Linked DNA regions of Mus musculus: all the other regions are linked to region 3. The links are chromatin contacts, called in public promoter capture Hi-C maps. All regions are on one chromosome and are shown on one strand. Each heading gives the region's core, a stretch centred on a gene start, on an enhancer-like site or on the middle of the called end of the contact. The rest is flanking DNA. Distances are from core to core; before and after follow the strand shown.

Region 1 (2,700 bases), core at 74-2,573, 1.3 Mb after region 3:
GCTCAAAGGAGGCAACTGGAGACTCCTGTCTGTCATCTCAGCACTTAGAAGGCTGAGGCAGGAGGACTGCCATAGGTACTCAGCTTGAAGCTAGGCCAAACTACTTTTCAGAATCGTGTTAAAAGGAAAGCCGCTTACTAAGCCTGGTGACTCAAAGCACTAGGGAGGTTAAGGTGGGGAAAATCAGGAATTCAAGGCCAGTCCTTATCCAAAAGCCAAACAAAAAGTTTCAACAAAAAAGTCGGGGCCTGGTGACGCAGGCCTTTAGTCCCATCACTACGCAAGCAGAGGCAAGCGCAAGCAGATCTTTCAGACCAGCCTACAATGAGATCCGGTCTCCAAAACAAACCGAAAACTACAAAAAGTTGCCAGTGGAGGGGGCATCCGGGAAGCATGTGGGAGATACGGATGCCAGGCCGGCGCCCACACCGGAGACCGAACTGAACCTCACTCTGGCCCACCCGCCCCTCCAATGGGGGGCCCTGGAGGCCTCCTCCGGACACCTCCCCCCAGGCGGGAAGGGCGGGCGCGTTCGGCACAGGTCCGCGCGCGTGCCCGCACCAGGGCGCGCGCCCTACTACGCGCGCGCACCCGGGGTCGCATGCGGCGTGCGAAGCGACATTGCTCGGGGCACAGGGCGAGCCGGCCGGATTGGAGCACGGCAGGCGGGAAGGATCGCAGCGGCCGAGCCGCTCCGAGTGAGCGCGTCTCACCGGAGGGAGCGCGCGTGCACGCGGAGGGCGGGAGGGGGGCGCTGGGTTCCTCCGGATGAACCGCGCGGGCACCGGAAGTGCGCTGGGCGAGGGGCTTAAGGGGAGCCGAAAGCTGGGTGCGGTCGCCCTAAGCCAACCGGCTTCCTTAAGGGCCTCAGACGCCCGGGATTCCGAGCGCGCCACGCGGAACGAGGCCACACGCACGCGCCCATTGCAGCGGTTAGAGGGATCGGCGGGGGCCAAAAGTCCACGCGCGCGGCAGCGATGGCTGGGACGGAGTGGTGAGCGGAGCGGCGTGCGAGGGGCGCGGCAGGACTTACCCGTCCATGGCACACGGAAGAGACCCGCGGGGAACGGAGCGGAGGCGCAGGAATAGCAGAAACCGACCCAACGGCTCCGAGTTATAGACTCACAAGATGGCGGAGACGCCCGCACACGTCCCCCGCGCGCGATCCTCATTGGTTCCCGCTGCGGTCTGTGGGCGTGGTCAACCCCGCCTGCCCCCGCCAGGGCCTTCTATTGGTCAAAAGGTTACTCCAAGGGCGAAACGCATCCAGACAGCAGACAGCTGTTGGGCGGGACGGCCGTCAGTCAAGACGGAAGACGGAAACGGCCGGTGGGGGAGGGGGAGGGAGTGAATGAGTAGACGCACGTGATACCATCTGAGCCAATGAGCGAGCCTTTGTTCGACCCGTGGGACGCCATCTTGAGAGTGGGTACGTGGCGGGTCAGACGCAGAGAAGCGTGCATTCTGGAGGTTGCCTCCATATTGCAAGCAGGCACTGGAAGCCGTTAGCCTCCAACGTGAGAGTAAAGCAAGCTGCTTCGCCATCTTAGAAGCGGGCAGAAAACCCCGTATTGCCCTAGCTTGCTTGTGGTCACGTGGCCAGAATTTGGCCTTTCAACCGAGTTTCTCCTGGACTAGATCGCAACGAGGTGGAGGCCACGTGCTTCATAGACGCAGTCGCGACTAGATTGTGAATCATCTCTTTCCGTCTTTTGTCTACCCACAGCAGCCAAGCTCCATCTGTGTCGCAGGGATGGGGAAACCGAGGAAAGGAGCCGCAGTGTGGCTGGTTCTGCCTAAAGCTGGGGAAACGAGGCTACAAACTCAGCAGCCGCAGAATCCACTGGAGGGACGAAACTCCGCCCTCTTGTACCTTCACCCCAGCAGCCAGGATTCTGCCTTCCAGTCCTGGGGTATCACAAAGCAAGACGGGTTCTCCAAGGCCTAGTGCAGGCTATAAAACAGATCCTTTGGTAGGACTCCCAAAGGCACAAACTATCCGGATTCTTGTCTGCCTGGTTATCTGCTAAAAAAAAAAAAAAAGCCAGGCAAGGGGGAAAAGTTTCTCCTCCGCCCTGCACGGGAGGTGAGCCCAGAGCACTGGCCTCCCTTTTCTGTAATACAGGGCTCGTGGGAGGCGGGGCAAAGGGGCTGGCGGCTATACTGGTTTCCTTGCAGATCTGGCCAGGGGCCCAACAGCCTTGGAGCCCCAACGCGGGCTTGGTGCCAGAGGATTCCAGCCTGGATTAGGGGCGGCTGCCGATTTCCATGGAGGCCGCGCTGGGAGTGAGGTCTTTCAGGCCCCAGCCAGCCGGCACAGCAGCTAGCTTGAAGGCCCAGAATCACTAATCAGGACCGTCTCGCGGATTTAGAAAACACATACACACACACAACAAGGCATAGGATTTGAGCCCTCTGGGACTCCCATCAGGTCCTGGCTGGACCATCAGGGATAAGGTTGGCTGCCAGTTTTTGTTCTCTGGGTGGCTGGTGCCAAGCAGGAGCCCCACCCTCAGAAGCTAACCTGCACGGGTGGCTGCCAGTGAAGTTGGAGGCTGCTCATGTCCAAGAAGCACAGGTCTACACTAGCAGAGTTTGTTGAAAGCCATTTCAGAGACCTCCCAGAACCTTTCTTATGAAAACGGTTTGTGTGTAGCCCTGGCTATACCGAACTCCTGCTGGCCTCTAAGGCCCAGAGAT
Region 2 (2,700 bases), core at 42-2,541, 1.3 Mb after region 3:
GTGCTCCACCCCTGACCACGCCCTCTGGGAGGAATCCAGGTGGGGCTCTACCATAACCACGCCCCCTAGTCGCTCACTGGGGGATTCTAGGCAGGTAGGAGGAACTCTACCCTGACCGTGCCCACAGACCCTTCCCTGGGGAATTCTAGAAGGGATATTTACCCTAACCACTCCCCTATCCCCTTCACTGGGGGATTCTAGGTGAGAGAAAGTCTCTGTTGAAATAATCTCCTGGAGAACGCATGGGGAAGAGCTGAGGCAGGTCTAGAGGGAGCCTTTGGAAGGGGAAGAGACTATGAGGTACCCATCCAGGGCTTTGCTGTCAGTTCAGACCTGCCACTCCCTCGCTGTCTCCTGAACTCACATGTCCTGCAGGCAGTGGGCGGCTGTCAGCACGAATCTCGGGTGGATCAGGGTGCCACCACAGAAGTGGCTCCCAGGGAACCTGCTCAGCTGCAGGGATGCCACATAAGGCCGAGAGTGGGGCCGAGCCTCGTGCCCACCTACAATCTTGGAGGCCTGGACTGCGCCTAGGGGAAGTAGGTGTCAGGAATGCAGCCTGAAGGGTTCCAGCCATGAGAGCCACAGTCTGTTCTACCTATGGTTTTAAAGTGACCTGTGCCTGGGGAGGAGTCGGGGGCTGACTTGAGTCTACACGTATTATTTTGTTTTGAGATAGTGTCTCACACTGTGGTCCAGGGTGGCCTTGAACTCAGCGAGATCTGCATGCCTCTGCCTCCCAACTGCTGGGATTAAAGATGTGCGCCATTCAGCTTGGCTGGTAATTCCTGATTCCCTGGAAATTCCTCCCTGCAGTGAGAGTCCGTGGGCGGCACACATACAGTAAGAACCCATCAAGGGCTGAAGCTGGTGTTGGGTTCAGTGGGTAGAGTCGTGGCTTACACGCACAAAGCCCTAGGTCCCACATCCAGTGCCACAGAAACACAGCATGGGAGCTTGCTACCCCAGTACTGAGATGAGGCATGAGGGCCAGGAGGTCAAAGCTGATTTGCTATAATGTAGCAAAGGCCAGCCTGGGCTACTTAAGACTCTGTCTAAAAAAGAACCCTAAAACAGAAGGAAAGCAGTCAATGCCCCCTCTCATTCTTTCCTTCCCAAGCATTTAACCAGGGGATGCCCTGACCTTCCCAGCTATTCTAGGAAGGTGCTGGTTAATGAACAGCTCCCCACCCCCCCACCCACACACACACTCACCACCAACCACCAGGGCAAGCAGCAGGAAGGGATGGATCCCCTTGGGGGATGGGTAGCTTCCAGCCATGGCCAGGCTCCTGGCATCCTGCTTGCTGGGGCCCTCTTATAGCCCAGCTCTGCCGGGAGCCGTTGAACAGTGGCTAAAGGCTGGGCTGTGGGTCCCACTTCCTCCTTCCAGTTTGGGGGCCCAGGAATGTTTGCAGTAGGGCAGGACGCAGGGGGTCTCTCTGGAGGCACAGGAAGCCCTCTGCCACCCAGAGCGTGCTGAGGGTCCTGGGACAAGCCACTTTAGTACCCACTCAGCTATGATCCACAGATCCTGTGATACACCCCCCATCGATGACCCTCCCCATTAATAACCTGCCTAGATTTTACTTTGGGAGTTCATTATTTCTCCTCTAATGTTGTAGTGTGTGTGTGTGTGTGTGTGTGTGTGTGTGTGTGTATGTGTGTTCATTTTAAACAGGGTTGCATGTAACCCTGGCTAGCCATGAACTCACCACGTATCCAAGGTTCCTTCTGCCTCAGCCTCCTGCACGCTCGGATGACAAGTATGCACTTCTGCACTGGGATAATTTCCTATTCTTTTCTCTTTACTGGTTTTTTTTCATATAAATATATATATTGTGTGTGTGTTTTATTTCTTTTTAATTTATATATCTTAAATTTTTTAATCTTTCTTTCTCTCTCTCTCTCTCTCTTTCTTTCTTTCTTTCTTTCTTTCTTTCTTTCTTTCTTTCTTTCTTTCTTTCTTTCTGCATAGGCATGTGTGGATGCACATGCATAGAGTGGCCTGAGGTTGACACAAGGTATCTTCCTCAGTGACTCTCCACCTTATATTGAGGCAGGGGCTCTCTCTAAGGTTTCAGTCAATCAGCTCTCTAGCTTGTTGGGGGAGAGGTGTCCCTGTCTTCTTCTGGGCCTCCTTACACAAATGCTCGGAAATACAGGAGGCTGTCTCCGCTGTGGACACGGGTTCTGGGGACTGGAACTGCAGCCCTCCCTTCTGCCATAGTGCTTTACCCACTGAGCTATCTGGCCCTTTCCCTCCCCATCCACCCCTGTTTATTAAATCCCAAACCAACATCAATCCTCCTGCCTCTGTGCTGGGATCACAGAGCAAATATATTCATTTATTATAAAATAGTCTAGCACAGCAATGGTGGCACACGCATTTAATCCCAGCACTCAGGAGGCAGAGGCAAGAGGAGCTCTTGTGAGTTCGAGGCCAGCCTGGTCTACAGAGCGAGTTCCTGGACAGCCAGGGCTACACAGAAACCCTGTCTCAAACCTAAAAAAAAAAAAATCAATAAATGAAATAGTCTAAACCCATAGAACACTGGGATACAGCCAAGTATTGAGCACTTGCTTAGGCTGCATAAGGCCCTGAGTTCCATCCCAGGAGTACAAAGTTAATGCATTCATTCCTATATGAACGAACTTCTCCATGTGTGCATGTGTGTCGTGTCTGCACAGCGGGTCGGA
Region 3 (2,700 bases), core at 39-2,538:
AGATCCTGAAGAACTTGGCCTGTGGGACCTAGCAGAGCATAAGGTCCCCTGCCTGGCTGGATTTCCAGACTCCATACAGACACTGCTGTGCCTCAGTTGAGTTGAGTCCTAGGGATTCTGACCAAGGTCCCCACGCACTCGAGACAAACACTTTATCCACCGAACCAGATTCTCAGCTTTTCTTGTTGACTCTCCTGCCCCACACTTAACCCTAGGACTGTGACCTCACCAAAACCCACACACCCCAAGTCCTAATAACCACACCCAGAGACTGAGGTGATAGTGGTGGTTTGCTCAGGACCTGGAGATGGGTGACAGGCAGCCCTCCCCACCCTGTGCTGTCCTATCCCTGCACTGACACCTGTCACAGACATCAGCCAGCGCTCAGCGGAACACTCAGTCAGCACTTAGACCCCAGGGCCCCACCTGGTCCAACACTGTCACCTGCAAAGGTCACTGCTCTCCAGACCTCAGGTCTCCAAGGGCCAGGGAAGAGATGGGCATCCTGGACACTAAGTGGAAGATCAGCCAAAGCCAGAGGGGAGGGGCTGACAGGAGCCAGAAGTCACTAGTGGTGGGTGTCCCCAGGTCATCCACCCTACCCCCACACACCACCATGCACCCGGTGACTGCAAGTTGTCTGGAAAGGAACTTCTCATCTCCTCGTCTCTCCAGCCATCAGGAGTAGGTCTGCAGTAATGGGTCACAGGTGGAATTTGGGGACACACCTTGGGTTTATGCATGTGGGACAGCCACAAAATCCCTTTAGCCAGGAGTTGTGGTGCGTGTCTTTGATCCCAGCGCTCAGGAGGCAGAGAGAAGAGGATTTCCCTGAGTCCAGGGCCAGCCTGGACATATCAAGTTCCAGGACAGGCAGGGCTACAGAGACCCTACCTCAAAAAAAAAAAAAAAATGGCTTTGGCTTTGAACTACAGAGAAGTTCAGGGAGCTGCATACCCAGAGGAGAACTGAGTTTGGGGACACAGAGAGTCCCCTCTTTGATCCCCCAGCTCTTCACCACCCACACCAAGACACACATGCATTCTTGGGGGTCACTTGGGTAGGATGGGATGTCCCTGGCTCTGCACCCTTTAGATGACAGCTCCTCCTGCCCGCTGTCCCACAAGCCTTCGGGACCAGCAGGGTCTGTGTTTCACTCATCCTTCGTTTTAACACAATTCTTTGACTTTTGGGGTCATTTCTGCCGCAGGAAGCCTGGGTGAGGGCCAAGGAGGGGAGATGGTTGGCGTACTTACTTTTGTTTAAGATCTCAGGGGTTGAAGGAGCCGCTTGGGGTTGGCGTGCTCGGCTTTATAGACACGACGCCGGCTCCCCGCCAGGTTATTAATAGCGAGGGAGCTGCTTGCCCTAGTATGGTCAAGAGCTGAGCGACCGCGAACGTGGCTAGGCCCGGTCTGCTACGTGCACCTGTTCCAGGCTGTGACGGGGGTGGGGGGTTGGGTCGGGTGGAGGTGGGGGCGGGATGGCGCACAGCAGTGCCCTCTGACCTACAAGAGGCTAAACCCGAGGGAGCTTGTGGGGAGGTACGAACTAGACCACAAACACAGATCAAGGATACATAGTGAAAGCCTGTCTCAAAAACGTATAAATGCGTCAATTAACTGATTAAGACTCAACTCAGGGGGCCTTGCTACTAAGCCCCAGACGTCTGACAAGGCTCATAACTTGGGGTGTCTGGTTACCAGCTTTGGAGACACAAGAACTCATTGGCCCCTGGAGTTTAAAGCGGGTTGAGAAGCCACAGGGGTTTGTCAGCTGTGTCGGCCCTATCAGCTGTCGTCAGCGTTACCTGAAGCCACGAGCCCGTCCTCACTAACCGGGTGAAGCCCTGATACGGAAACAGAAACCTGGTGCACACACCCGGAGCCGGCATTCTCCGGTCCCCCATTCCAGCTTGAACCTATCTGTTCTATATCATTCCTCTTCTGCCTACAGCTCAGCCCCACCTTCGTTCAATTTAGCTAACAGACCAATCTTCCCAAATAACGCTCCATTTCTGGGTCCCGAGGATGCTCTATTACACGTTCATATTTTTGTAAAATGTGGGCTTATCGGGAAAGCTCGTGAAGGGGCCTATGGCAACAGCTTTAAAAAAATTATTTATTTTATGTATATGAGTACACTGTAGCTGTCTTCAGACACACCAGAAGAGGGCATCAGATCCCATTATAAATGGTTGTGAGCCACCATGTGGTTGCTGGGAATTGAACTCAGGACCCCTGGAAGAGCAGTCAGTGCTCTTAACAGCTGAGCCATCTCTCCAGTCACTTTTTTTTTTTTGAGATGGGTTTTTAGGTGTAGTCCTGGAACTCACTCTGTAGACCAGGATGACCTTGAATTCACAAATCCGGATCCCCAGGCCTTTGCCATCCCACATGGCTTCTCTATGAGCTTGTGTCTGTGCATCATGTGCACGCCCCATGCCCATAGACAGCGGAAGGTGTTGGATCCCAGAATCTTGACCTACAGGTGGTTAAGCTGCCATAGGGTGTGGGACTCAGAGAGGGCAGCCAGCATTCAGACTTTGGAACCTGGCCTGGCTCTCTCCTGCCGCCTCACAGTGGCTGTGCACACGACAGCATCTGAATGCCGCAGACCCCGTTACTGCTCATTATACAAACTGACCCAGAGCCCCAGGGACAGATCAGGCAGGACTCAGCTGTCACAAACTGCCTCGGC
Region 4 (2,700 bases), core at 145-2,644, 1.4 Mb after region 3:
CCAGGGGATGTGGGGCAGGCAAGTGCAGGCCCTGGCTCCCCTGAGCCCCTGGCTGGGCTCCCGGGGCAGGGCGGAGGAGCAGCCAGGCCTTTGTCTGGGCTTTCTGAAGTAAAGGACGCCAGGGCTGGGTGTCAGCCTTCTTGGCCAGGGAAGGATGTGACAGCTCCCACCCATCGGAGGGTGTGGCGGGTCACGGGTTAATCCCAAGAGGAAAGTTGTCTTGCACAAAACACACCCAGAGAGGGAAGGGCAGGGGGAGCGGTCACCAGCCAAGTCGGGCTGGCCAGACTGCTCTGTCCCAGCCCTGGCTTCGGTAAGGACAGGCTCCCTGTGTGGGATGCCCCAAGACACCAAGCAGGCAGATTTGTGACCTAGAAGATGTTTTCCTACCACCAGGCTTGTCAAGCACCCCTAGACCACCTATCTTTCCCACCTGTGGGAGTAAGGGGCTTGGGGGACACCCTCACGTTGCCCAGAGCGGGCTGCATGCCTGAACGGGCCCCGGTGCGTATGAAATCTTCCACTGCCCATCGCTTCGCAAACCCACACAAACAGACCCCAGCTCACTCAGACTAGGTTTGGGGACTGGGTTCCACCATCATTTTCAACCTCAGTCAGCCACTCCTTTGAGTCACACCATCTGGTCCCCGCTTTTTCTGGGAAGGGGGAGGGGATACTCTTAGAGGGAAAGGGGGAAATCTGATTAAAGCTTCTGTCAGGGAACCGCCCGCCTAGCTCTCCACAGAAATCTACCTCTCCAGCCAGTGGCAACTCAGGACATCTAAGGGGTCGGAATTGGTTTGGCCAAGAGGCTGCGGACCCAGAAGAGGCCACGAGGAGGGCAGAGCGCAGGAAGGACCGACAGAAGCGCCAGGAGCAGCAAGCCGAAGCTGGGGGAGGGGAAGCGGGGAGCACCCAGCCTCTTGAGTAAGGGTCCCATTACTTCCGAAGTCCCGCAGCCTCTTGGGGGGGGGGCGCCCACCCACAGGTGGCCCAGCTTGGATAAAGGGTCTTGCGCGCGCGTGGGCCTCTCTCCTTTGCATCCTGCAAGAGATGTGTGGTGCAACCCAGGTGCCCCCCCCTCCAGCTTGATTGGGGACCAGGCCTGGAGTGCGCGGCCCAGCTCGATCCTTCCCTTTTGCAGCTGGGCACGGTCTCCCCGCGTCGCCTCTAGGTTCCCCGTTGGGGGCCTGGGGCGTCAGAGCGCGCGCGGCCGGGTACTCACTCCATCTCCCGCGAGGTCCGTGGGCGGTGCAGCGCGGGGCAGGGCCGACTCTAGGGCCTGGCGGCCGGGGCTGTGCGGCGCGGGGGCGGCACCGGGGCGGGCATCGTCCCCAGCGCGCCGGGTATTGTCCGGGCGCGGCCGGGTGGGCTCGTGTGCGCGCCGCCTCTGCGCGTTCCCTGTATCCCTCGCGCCCGCGCGCGCCTCCTGCTGGCCGCAGACGCTCCGCACCGCGCAGCTGCACCCCAAAACGTCGCAGAGATCCCGGACCCAGTCACCCTGAGTTCTCCATGGAATGAAAGGAGTCCTGATATAGTTTAGGGCCCCAAGTCGGACCCCCGACCCGCGAGAGAGCCACAGCAGCAGCTCTTGAGGGGGTTCAGTTCCTGCACGAGGCCCAGCCTGGGCCAATGGCTGGATATGGTTTACTGAACTCAGGAGTTTAGTCAGCCCTGTGATGCTGCCAGACTGAGCAAAGGGGTATTGGGTGAACTTAGACTTTGTTCCCAGGGCACTGGAGAGCCACAGTAAGAAAGACATAGGGCCTGTCTCCCTCAGAGAGTGCACCATGTGACTTTCTGCCTGGACTGCAGCTCCTTGGCCTTAGACACTCACTGGGCCTTGGGGCAGCGCAGGGAGAGTGAGTCACAAAATTCGCTTCTCTGATAGAGTCGTTGTCCTTTGGTTTGGTTTTGGAGACTGTATGCTCACTTTGTGTGCACGTGGAGGTCCCAGGACATCTTCCACTGCCTTCCTGCCAAGCCACCCACTTTCCCTTGGACTTCTTTTGAAATTATGTAGACTAATATGTAGACTAGGCTGTCCTGAAAGTACCCACTGCCTTAGCCAGGCCTGCACCACCACACCTATCTTCCCTGGGTTTGGATCTGGGCTCACCGGTATAGTGGTGTGTGATTCTGTGTCTGTTTCTCAGCCTTTTCACCTCTCTGCCCATCCCACCTCCTCAGATGCTAGAGGGCTAACGGTGTCGTCTCACCTGGACACACTGAGGGTCAGGCGAACTTTTCAGATAAAAGGCCAGATAGTAAACACTGCCAGCATTGTTGGCCAGGTGGTTTGTGTTGCAAGGACAGTACACTTATCATGAACACCAGAGGAGCTGGAGGAGATCTGTGAAGTGGTTCTGTGTCAATAAAACTTTATCAACATTGATGGGCTCTATGCTGTGTGTCAATAAAACTTTACTGACAAAGACAGGCTGAATGCTATATTTTGCTGAGCCTGCATTATTAGATGCTCAGACTGACAGCTGGTATCTTCCATGTTCCTGGACCACTGTCTTTTCAGTCAAAAGAGAATGACTGAGTTCTTACTGTATGCTCTGGGGATTCAGGACACTATCTTTGTCTCCTAAGCAAGTGAGTTAAGATTTAGGGCTGGTGAGATGGCTCAGTGGGTAAGAGCACCCGACTGCTCTTCTGAAGGTCAGGAGTTCAAATCCCAGCAACCACATGGTG
Region 5 (2,700 bases), core at 62-2,561, 1.5 Mb after region 3:
TTTTCTGCATTGCCCTATACCTTAATTGAGGCTTCACTGATTCAGCACATTCCCAGAGCCTCAGGGACCCTGTGGCTTGGCTCGTCCCCTAGAGCTGGGGTTACAGGCATGAGACACAGCTCTACAGTGAGTTGTAGGCCATCTGTACCTCAGGATGGTAGCACAGCCTCTCATTGACCAAACTCAAGAAGCGGGTATTTACTTATAAATTCCAGGCCAGCCAGGGCTACATGGCAATACCTTTACAAAAAGAAAGTCATGTGTGGTAGCCACACACCTCTAATGTCAGTGCTCAGGAGGCTCTGTAGCACAGATGGCCTCAAACTCACTGGAGAGCAAGGGTTTGAGCAAGGGTTTGAATTCCTGGTCTTCCACCTCCAGTGCTAGGATGACAGGTGTGCTCTACCATGCCTGGTGGAATGGAGTATGGAGCCCAGGTTTTCTGTACACCAGGCATATGCCCCAACTTAAGCTATATCCTTAACCCCATTTTGTTTCCTCTGATAGGTCTCACTCTAACTGAACTCATGGCAATCCTCCTGCCTCAGACCCCTCAAATACTGAGCTCAGAGGCCTGTCACCAGGCTACGTGGTTTTCTTTCTTTTTTTTTTTGAGACAGGGTTTCTCTGTATAGCTCTGGGGGTCCTGGAACTCACTTTGTAGACCAGGCTGGCCTCGAACTCAGAAATCCGCCTGCCTCTGCCTCCCAAGTGCTGGGATTAAAGACGCGCGCCACCGCGCCCGGCTCTACGCTGTTTTTACTCAGGGTTCTGAATCATCTGCTAGTTTCCCTGTACGTAATGCCTCCCATCCACAGCCCTCTGGATACCCGGCTCTGGGCCTCAGTTTCCCCCGAATGCTCACCTGCCCACAGTGTTTTCAGGGCCAGCAGTAGCAGCAGGGACCAGCAGACCTCCATCCTGGCACAGGATCAGTGGTCCCTGGGGGAAAGGGTTCCCCACTCTCTCTTCCTGTGGGGACAGGTGGCCTTCCCAGTACCACCCACCTTGCACAAGTGTCAACTCCTCCTACTTCACACCCTGCTGTGTGGTTTTAGAAAGCAATTCTGCTGTCAAAGCTGCCCCCTGCCTGGGGGGCAGCAACTATAGCCCAGTGATGCTCATTCTGGTGATTAGCACCAGGTAAACACTGGGTCTGTCTCAATGGACCTCAACCCCCACAGAGGATGACTCACAGGGTCAGTTCTCTCCTTGAGCCGTGTAGGTCCTGTGCTAGGCTTGGTGGCAGGCCTCTACCCACTGAGCCTTACTGCTGGCCCTGCAACTTTGTACATAAGGCTGGCTGCAAATTATACGGGTAGAGGAAGGCCTGAACTAACGCCTTTCCAACAACTTGTCCTTCTCTCATCAGTTATAAGCAGCACAGGTTCCATGAAGTGCTATTCAGTAGAGTACAGCTTTGTTCTGGAGACTGGAACTCTGGAGAGTTAACAGGCCCACGCAATGAAAGTGACACTTTCTTTTCCTTTCTTTACATGGCACCCAATGCTATTTCAGCACTGGGTCACTGTAGCCACCCTGCACAGCATGATGTGGTCAGAGCATCACTCAGCCTGTCCTTCCTGTGGGGAGTCACCAGGCTGCCTGCCACAGGGACTCCTCAGGCAGGCACTGGAGTTCCCAGGGCTGAAGAAGTGCCCAGGACACAAGGACTGCTGGGATACTAGTCCTCTGCACGCCTCAGGACCCAGGCCTTCTGACTGCAGGATGGAGGCGGACACAGACAGCCACAGTGCCAGATGCAGGAAGGTGGGATCTGCAGGCAGCAAGTTGCTTCTGGGCCTGGGGCCCCTGTACAATCCTGAGCCTTAACAGTCACTATCTCTTCCTGCCCATCCCACGGCCTTGGCCGGGCTACCCAGGTGGCCCTCAGTACCGAGTGCCACCGGCGTCCTAGGTGATTCTCTCAGCTTCTCAGAAAGCTATTTTATTTTATTTCACACACACCAAAAGCAGAGAGGAGACTGTGGTGCTGGCCTTCCTTGGGCTGGGCTGGAGTCTCTGGCTCCCCACCAGGCAGTCGGTCCCCAGCCTCCCAGGCTTGTCATCATCTGAAAGCTGAGTGGGGTGTTTGCCCTGCACCACAGCTCTTCTCCAAAGCCGAGGAAAACCCATGGGGAATACGGGGTAAGAGGACCTAAGGATCATGGGATGGGAGCCCACATGGAACCTCGGTGAGGTAGTCTGTCGCCTGAGGCCCACACGGGTCCTGCTGAGGTAAAATTTGTAAGTTTATTTCAGGGACGTGGGTCAGGACTCTTCGGTGCCAGAGTCATCCTCTTCATCCCCAAAGCAGCTGTCGGCCTCCTCCACTTCGCCGTCCTCATAGTAGTCGTCGTAGAAGAGGTCCGAGCCCTCGTCGGGCGCCGGCGCCTTGGTCTTCACGCAGTACTCGGCCAGCGTAGTGGGCACCTTCACACCATCGCGCTCCGCGTCCACCTTGGTCCCCAGGACCTGCTTCCTGGGGAGACAGGGCAGGTGAGGCCAAGGCCCAGGACAATGGGATTCCAAGAATAGACACTGAATGGAGGGCAGGGAGCAGGTGGGAGGGAATAAAGGGCGTGGGGACAAGGAGTGGCCAGTTCCCAGCAGGAAGGTAACCACAGCTGGCTGTGGGAAACAGGTTTGTCACTTAGTACTTGGAGGCTGAGGCAGGAGGCCTGCTGAGTCTCAGGGTGG

What was found. Promoter capture Hi-C pulls out the DNA fragments that hold promoters and counts their contacts. Capture Hi-C pulls out chosen DNA fragments and counts their contacts.
Region 1: a contact with region 3 is called in a promoter capture Hi-C map of liver, with 3 times the contacts expected there. The contact joins the promoter of Ptbp1 here to the promoter of Atcayos in region 3. A contact is called at or near these places in 1 of 484 Hi-C or Micro-C datasets (muscle stem cells), 4 of 115 datasets of contacts at active chromatin or transcription factors (embryonic forebrain, fetal liver, pancreatic cancer cells and 1 more) and 2 of 9 other capture datasets (adipose tissue and liver).
Region 2: a promoter capture Hi-C map of liver shows a contact between it and region 3, with 5 times the contacts expected there. The contact joins the promoter of Prtn3 here to the promoter of Atcayos in region 3. A contact is called at or near these places in 2 of 115 datasets of contacts at active chromatin or transcription factors (fibro-adipogenic progenitors and pancreatic cancer cells) and 2 of 9 other capture datasets (adipose tissue and liver).
Region 4: a promoter capture Hi-C map of neutrophils shows a contact between it and region 3, with 4 times the contacts expected there. The contact joins the promoter of Palm here to the promoter of Atcayos in region 3. A contact is called at or near these places in 4 of 39 promoter capture datasets (hippocampal neurons, liver and neutrophils), 1 of 484 Hi-C or Micro-C datasets (B cells), 1 of 115 datasets of contacts at active chromatin or transcription factors (pancreatic cancer cells) and 1 of 9 other capture datasets (liver).
Region 5: a promoter capture Hi-C map of pre-B cells shows a contact between it and region 3, with 4 times the contacts expected there. The contact joins the promoter of Gzmm here to the promoter of Atcayos in region 3. A contact is called at or near these places in 2 of 39 promoter capture datasets (hippocampal neurons and pre-B cells) and 1 of 115 datasets of contacts at active chromatin or transcription factors (pancreatic cancer cells).

The regions. Positions count from the first base shown.
Region 1 is chr10:79,853,055-79,855,754 of GRCm38.p6, reverse strand. It overlaps Ptbp1 (polypyrimidine tract binding protein 1), which reads right to left and starts at 1,323. Exons shown (of 14, transcript NM_001077363.2): 1 at 1,034-1,323. The coding sequence starts at 1,041. E130317F20Rik (RIKEN cDNA E130317F20 gene) reads left to right here and starts at 784. Exons shown (of 1, transcript NR_029447.1): 1 at 784-2,700.
Region 2 is chr10:79,878,258-79,880,957 of GRCm38.p6, reverse strand. Prtn3 (proteinase 3) reads right to left here and starts at 1,291. Exons shown (of 5, transcript NM_011178.2): 1 at 1,216-1,291; 2 at 365-530. The coding sequence starts at 1,282.
Region 3 is chr10:81,193,279-81,195,978 of GRCm38.p6, reverse strand. It overlaps Atcayos (ataxia, cerebellar, Cayman type, opposite strand), which reads right to left and starts at 1,288. Exons shown (of 3, transcript NR_015477.1): 1 at 1,257-1,288.
Region 4 is chr10:79,792,266-79,794,965 of GRCm38.p6, reverse strand. Palm (paralemmin) reads right to left here and starts at 1,394. Exons shown (of 9, transcript NM_023128.4): 1 at 1,226-1,394. The coding sequence starts at 1,230. It also overlaps a transcript of Prss57 not described here.
Region 5 is chr10:79,687,631-79,690,330 of GRCm38.p6, reverse strand. It overlaps Gzmm (granzyme M (lymphocyte met-ase 1)), which reads right to left and starts at 1,311. Exons shown (of 5, transcript NM_008504.3): 1 at 866-1,311. The coding sequence starts at 920. Cdc34 (cell division cycle 34) reads right to left here. Exons shown (of 5, transcript NM_177613.2): 5 at 1,933-2,482. The coding sequence ends at 2,272.